Linked DNA regions of Alosa sapidissima: region 2 is linked to region 1. Evidence: chromatin contacts called from public Hi-C data. All regions are on one chromosome and are shown on one strand. The core of a region is the stretch at or near the end of the contact, and the rest is flanking DNA. Distances in the headings are between cores, read along the strand shown.

Region 1 (3,240 bases), core at 218-2,717:
GCTACAGCAGCTCAACATCAACTAATGCAAAGATCTTCAACCGGCCTGTGACCACCATAGAGGGACCAAGGAGTTGCTTCAGGGGTTCCACCAAATTATTTGAGTCTGATTTTTTTGTTCTAAAAAAGAGCATATTCTATACACCAATGACAATAACTAATATTTTAATGACGCTGTCACAAAGTGCTTCCATACACATTATTGTTGGTCCAATTTAATAAGCAAAACAATTTTGTACGATAAGGGGTTCCCTCTCTCTTCCCTCTGAACTAATGTATGGTCCTTTTCTGTGGTCAAATCGTGTCTGACTGACATGCTTTAATATGCAGAGTAAGCTGTTTACAACTAACTTTGATATTCATATTGTCAATAATTTAGGATATGGCTTTCCAAGCTTGCATGCATGGTTTTGTAGCAGTCAGAGTTGTGGACTGGGGTGTGCTACTTCGGCCATGGAAGGCAGATGGACCCCCAAGGCAGTTCAAACCCATGGTGCTGTCTGTCGGTCCACCATATCTGATGTCTTTGCTTCCATAAAAGTGATAAAAAATAAATGCAAATAAATTACCCTCAGTTGATAAAAAAGCACACGTTTCATCCAATAACCATGTCAAAATGTCAAAAATGCAAGCAGAGACACATTCTGTATTGTCTCCTTCAATACGGTACCCTATTCAATTTATTTTTCACTGAATAAGTTAGGCAACGCCCTGATGCCAAAAGGATACCAACAGCCAATATTTTCCCCTCCAGCGTCTCGGGGTTGATGGGCTTCCCGGTGCTCTCCAGCAACTTCCAAAGTCCGTGTACTCCCATGGCGCTGGTCTACAACACCTGTTCAGACACATAGCCTACACAATTACACTATCAACTTACAACTACTACGAATTACTACGCACATGTGTTTAGAAGAACAACGTGATGTAAAGTTATAAAACGAGGCTACAGCCTAGTAATAAACTGATTAGGTAACGACAGCCGGTGGTGGATGTTTTGACTATAACGTTACCAACATAGGTTAGGCTTCAGCAGAAAAGTAGAAATACGAGTCGTGCCTTTGATTGAGAAGACAATGGGCTCAACGGGAAGATGGTGGCAGAGCCGCTCATCTCACAATACCACATTTCTGAAGAAGAAAGGCAAAGCTGTCATGTGCTATAAGCATATACAGTAAGCCTAGTCTGTTACCCTCGGCGTAAAACTCTTCCTGTTGGTGCGTTCGGTAGGGTACAGTTCGGATAATGTTCGGACCACATGCGTGGTTCATCAGTGAATTTTCTGTTCAATTGTTGGCCACCAACGGTTATGTTGCTCGTTTTGAAACACTGCCTCCTCATCCGTTAAAACGCAATTTCAGATGTCAAGGTTAATCGAATTCCCCCAGGTTTTAAAGTTGGAGCTCCCACTTCATAGTGGCTCTAGCAGTTTTCCCCATATAGGCTACATGTAGGGGTTTTCCCAATTTGGACCAAGGAAAATTAACTAAACCTGAGTTTTCTCGAACAAACCAAATTACCACGTGATTGGAGACGTCATTGGAAGAAAGGGGTGCGTTCGACTTGACGCAATCCTGCGCGGATCCAACACCGCCAGACTTGACATAATGCTCAAAGTTTAGACATTATTGTTGATTCCTGAAGTCGGTTGGTCCCGAGTAAGTAACATTGACCAAAGCTATGTAGGCCTACACTACATACGATCTGATTCTGTTTTACGTTCAAGTAATAACTAATACAACTAATAACCAACAACTAATAAGTGCAACTTAGATAGATAGATAGAAGTATCTATCTATCTATCTAAGTGGCACTTATTAGGCTGTCAATTGCAAGCATAACAATTAGGGGAAACAAAAAGGAGACATCCCAGAAAAATTGGGAAACACTTTTTAATAATATAAATCAAAGAAAGAGTCAAAGAGGCTTTTATTTCAGTTCCTTTAAGCACTTTTTGCCTTGCACATGATTGCTAAGGCTGATGACACAAATGGCAGGCCGCAATTTGGACGTAAAAAATGCTTCAAGCTATGCGTGCCACTGTTTGAATCATTTTGTTCATTGAAAATGGGCAATGAATGGAGTCACAAGATCAAAATCAGCTTGGAAGATGTGGGTGAAAGCCTCGAAAGCCTGTTTCTAGGTGATTTTTCTTCATCCTACTAGTTTTCTCATACGGTCTAAGAGAAACATGGAGATAACATATTACAGCATAGAAGCAAATAGAACATAAAGTACAACTCTGCACACCGTACATCCGAGGAGTGTATCCCAAAGTTAACGGCTGTACCAATCAAGTGCCCACCCACTGCCACATGTGACTATGAATGGAGTGACTGTGGTGAAGTGGGAGTTAATAGAGTTCTGTGTTAGAAAGGCCCACAAGGAGGATTTACCAAAACCTGACACGGGTCTCTATAACAGCCACATCAGATTTGACAAAGAATTACCCTATACTTTTTATGTTTCTTGGGATATTCTTTCTCTGAAAGGTTGATTAAGCTACTCTAGAGAAACACTGTGAAAATGCCCTCAGAAATAAACAGAAATCACCATTCCTAATCGTGGGTGGACAAAAAACAACTTGCGTCATGTGAATTGATAGAAAACTGGAATTTCCCTAATAATATGCAATGGATTTAAAGTGACTTAATTTCAAGACCGGTGCTCATATTAGTCAAACAGCAAAAATAACAAGGATTAACAGGATCTGCACAGAATACAAGTAAGATCAAGGTCTGTTTTACTTATTTTAATTGTCAATGATTCATGGTAGAGGATAGGATGCACTGACTATTCAAGCAACTGGGAGACTTTTCAAATAAGAAATCTTAATTCTCCTTTTGTGATATTCTTTCACAACAAGTTATGAGAACAGCTGTAGAAAAAAGGCCTAAAGCAAATCACTGGCTGGCTAGATGGGCATATTGCCATCACAAGAGGTTTGGAAGGGCCAGTGCAGTTTTAATTTTATAACGCAATATTACCGGGAACAGTGCTGTAATACATTCACTATTCCACCATGCCACTTGCAAATGTTGAGAACAGAAAACCATTCAGAACCATTTAACCACTATAAATCAAGCATGCTGGAGAGCAGCTTATAGACCCTTTCATGGAATGTTCATGTGTTCTATTATTGATGTCAGCCAACTTAGCCAACTGTAGCTGAGCTGACAAAGATATGCACAATTTGAGTCAAAGTCTTTGGATCCTTAAGCATGATAAACAAATTCCATAAACA
Region 2 (3,240 bases), core at 316-2,815, 260 kb before region 1:
AGTAGGAACTACAGCTGCATGTGACGTCACATGTTTGGGCGCTTAATCTCTAACTGATCAATATGCAATTTGCTTAACTGGCTTAACATATTTTTGTAATAACGGAACGTGATGTAAACCGTGTGGTGATAACCTTTATGTCAGGATAACGGGTGTTGTGCTTCTACTCACATGAAGAGCTAGCTGTAAGTGTTAAGTGTCAATGCTAACCAGGCTAATAAACAAACCATGCTACCAGAGAGACGGTTGATAAAAATGTATATTAAGGATCTTTGATTATTAAGGATCTTTGATGCTACCGTGAGTAACGTTGAAGGGTAAAGTCACGTGACTTCTTTTGTAGTTCATTTATGAAACAAAAGGAGCAATTTCGATTTTCTTAAATAAGGCAAAATAGGGTCTGACATTTTCACAGTTAGAATATTATTACTGTATAGACACTGAAAAATATTTTTGGTGGATAACATCGCTGATTTGGCTTCACAATATTTTTTTTAAAATAGGTCTATGGGACTTAACATTGGAGCTGCTCTTCGATAGGAACGCAACCACTTGGGGCGCTGGTTTTCACTTTCCCTCCCTACAGGAACGCGTTTCTCTCGAGCCACGAGGGGCATTAGCAGGAGGCTAGTCATTGTTATTGTTTTGTGCTACATGTAGCCTCTAGCTCAGTGGTCCCCAAACTTTTTCTTCCGAGGGCCAGCTCACTATGCATGGCACTAAGAGAGGGCCAGAGACTCTGAGTATATCAGTAACCATAATAATAATAATACTAATAATAGCATTCTCAAAACTATAAGCAGGGAGTCCCAAAAGTATATTTTGAACTCTGAACTTTGCATACACAGCTCAAGTTGTGAACAAGCAATATCCTACAAATAATTTAAAGTTCTCAAACCATGAGTTTTATGAAGTGGTGGCAGAAACATCTGAAATGACCACCATTCTAACTTTCACTCACCTGATGAGAACTTTGTGAACTCAGTATGAACATTTGAACGAGTGAATAGAAAATGTAAATAATTATACCAGAAAGTTCCAGAATTATGACTTGAATAGAAGTTAGTTAGTTATTAACAATTAATTGATATATTTTTAGAATACTTTGAGCACTGATGCAGTCAGCAGAGGCCTCTTACATTGTTTGCAGGTAGGCCTACTATACTATGGGTTGAACACAATGGAGCTCTCCGACGACTTAAGTCCCTCTCCCCAACTGGTTGCAACCATGGTTGCAACAACCACTGACTTTCAAAGTGGTTAGTGTATTCAGTAATGAAATAATAGAAAGAAGTGAATGACACCAAGTTTTTTTTGTTTTGTTATATAACTAGATAGGGCTAACCTTACTCGTTATTATTATTATTATTATTATTATTAGTTAAAACCCATATTTACATCGATCGCTTAGGAATTCTTCAAAAAGAAAGGTATGCGCACCACTGTGCCGAACGTTTTGCCGAACGCACCCCATATTTTGCTGTATCCTGTGTCCTAACTGCTGCAAAATTATAAGTCCTATGCATAAATAAAATGCATTTCAAGTTGTTTGGCTTGGCTAGGTTTTTATTTTGTAACCTATGCGTCAGTGTACCTTTTTGAAGCCATGTTTGTTAGAAGTCTGTATTTGTTCTTACTTGATATTGTATTTTGTGAAGCTTAAACTTTTATTTTGAAAACTTAAAAAGCATGGCTTAGCGATGGGTGCATTGGCGGGCTAAACATATGGGCCACCACACATTTTAGTGCTCCGTAAATTTCACTGAAGTACTTTCTAGCATGGGTACTGTTTTTTCAGAATACATACAGAAAGGATAAGAACCACTGCGAGTGTTTGAGGTAAGCAATGTGATGCGCATGAGTATATAATTGGTGCGTTTCACTTCTGTAAAATGCTAATGTCACGTTAACTTGCACAGGAGTATCAGAGAGGGTTCAAGCGGAGGATCTTTGGGAGTATGTTCAGTTCAGTTTCTCCAGTGCACAGCTAACATTAGCTATGTGGCCTTGTTTACCCGGTGATTTTAGTTAACGTAGTAGTATACGAAAAGGTGGGTTCTTGTGGTAGTTGCACCAGAGAGGGATCTTTGGTTGCGCTGTTGTAGCAGTGGGTTGGAGGATCTTTGGTTGTAGGCTACGCTACTCTTAAGTGGGCCTAACTAGTTTGTAACACTAATTGTTATTATAACACGACTCGGGCACGTGTAACTACACTGTGGCAAGTCGACCGGTGTGTCAGGCACACCAACGCAGATTTGCCTTCTGATGGATAGTCAGACGCGGAACACCGACGTGTGGATTCGTAGCTAGCAACAAGACCAACAGATAGCCTAGAGATACCTTGTCTCTGTTGAATGATTGAAGATAGGTTAAGCAGGTGCGGGCTTGGCAAGTACTTTGAGACCTCCTGAAAAACTTAAGATCCTGCTGGAAGTGGTGTTGAACTAGTCGGGGGCAGTCTTCCCCCTGGTTAAAGACCAATCTCAATCACTCATACCAGTGACGGGGACACTGCTGTAGGAGATGCGTCCTTTGAGGTCCTTTGGACCGCACCGAGGTAATAAAAAAGACCCTGTGACACTCATCTCAAACACTAGGGAAGGGGTTTCCTGGTGTTATGGCTAAATTCCTAACCAGATCCATTCCACCTGGCCAAATAATCATGATGTTAACATTAACCATCTTACTGTTTTTCAGGTTTAAACAGACACCCTGAAGAGAAACATGGCACACATAACAATTAACCAGTACCTACAACAGGTCTGTGTAGTAACTTCTTCTTGTGTTTAATAATTTGTAATGATAATGTAATGTTCACTGATATGGCTTTAAGTCGCTATGGACAAAAGCAGAGAGCATTTGCTTTACAAGGAGATGTTAACACATTTTTATTTTGTTTCAAAGGTGGTGGAGGCTATCGAAACACGTGATGGGGCATTCTGTGCAGAACTGCTGTCTTTTAAACACCCACATGTAGCCAATCCAAGGCTTCAGGTAATACTGATGCATGCATGGCCACTTACCTGATCAAGGAGGTTTAGAAACAAATCCACAACAACAAACAACAAGCCATTGTATACTTTCAATTGTTATTTTAAGTTTAATAAATGGCAATAACAAAGCCAGATTGGAACACAACAGTCATCTTTGATTTTGTCAGAAAGACTAAATCGGCAGACCAACACGTTTGTAGGGTTTTTCATATTGTCACTGAATATGGTGGTTTCAATTTAGTTTTCC

The links. Hi-C and Micro-C count contacts between places; a contact is called where the count stands out from the background.
Region 2: a contact with region 1 is called in a Hi-C map of muscle, with 10 times the contacts expected there. The contact joins the promoter of pcid2 here to the promoter of ercc5 in region 1. A contact is called at or near these places in 2 of 2 Hi-C or Micro-C datasets (both in muscle).

The regions. Positions count from the first base shown.
Region 1 is chr23:26,324,838-26,328,077 of fAloSap1.pri, reverse strand. It overlaps ercc5 (DNA repair protein complementing XP-G cells), which reads right to left and starts at 1,467. Exons shown (of 17, transcript XM_042080344.1): 1 at 1,056-1,467; 2 at 729-834. The coding sequence starts at 816.
Region 2 is chr23:26,589,489-26,592,728 of fAloSap1.pri, reverse strand. pcid2 (PCI domain-containing protein 2) reads left to right here and starts at 1,565. Exons shown (of 15, transcript XM_042079738.1): 1 at 1,565-1,839; 2 at 2,698-2,760; 3 at 2,905-2,994. The coding sequence starts at 2,725.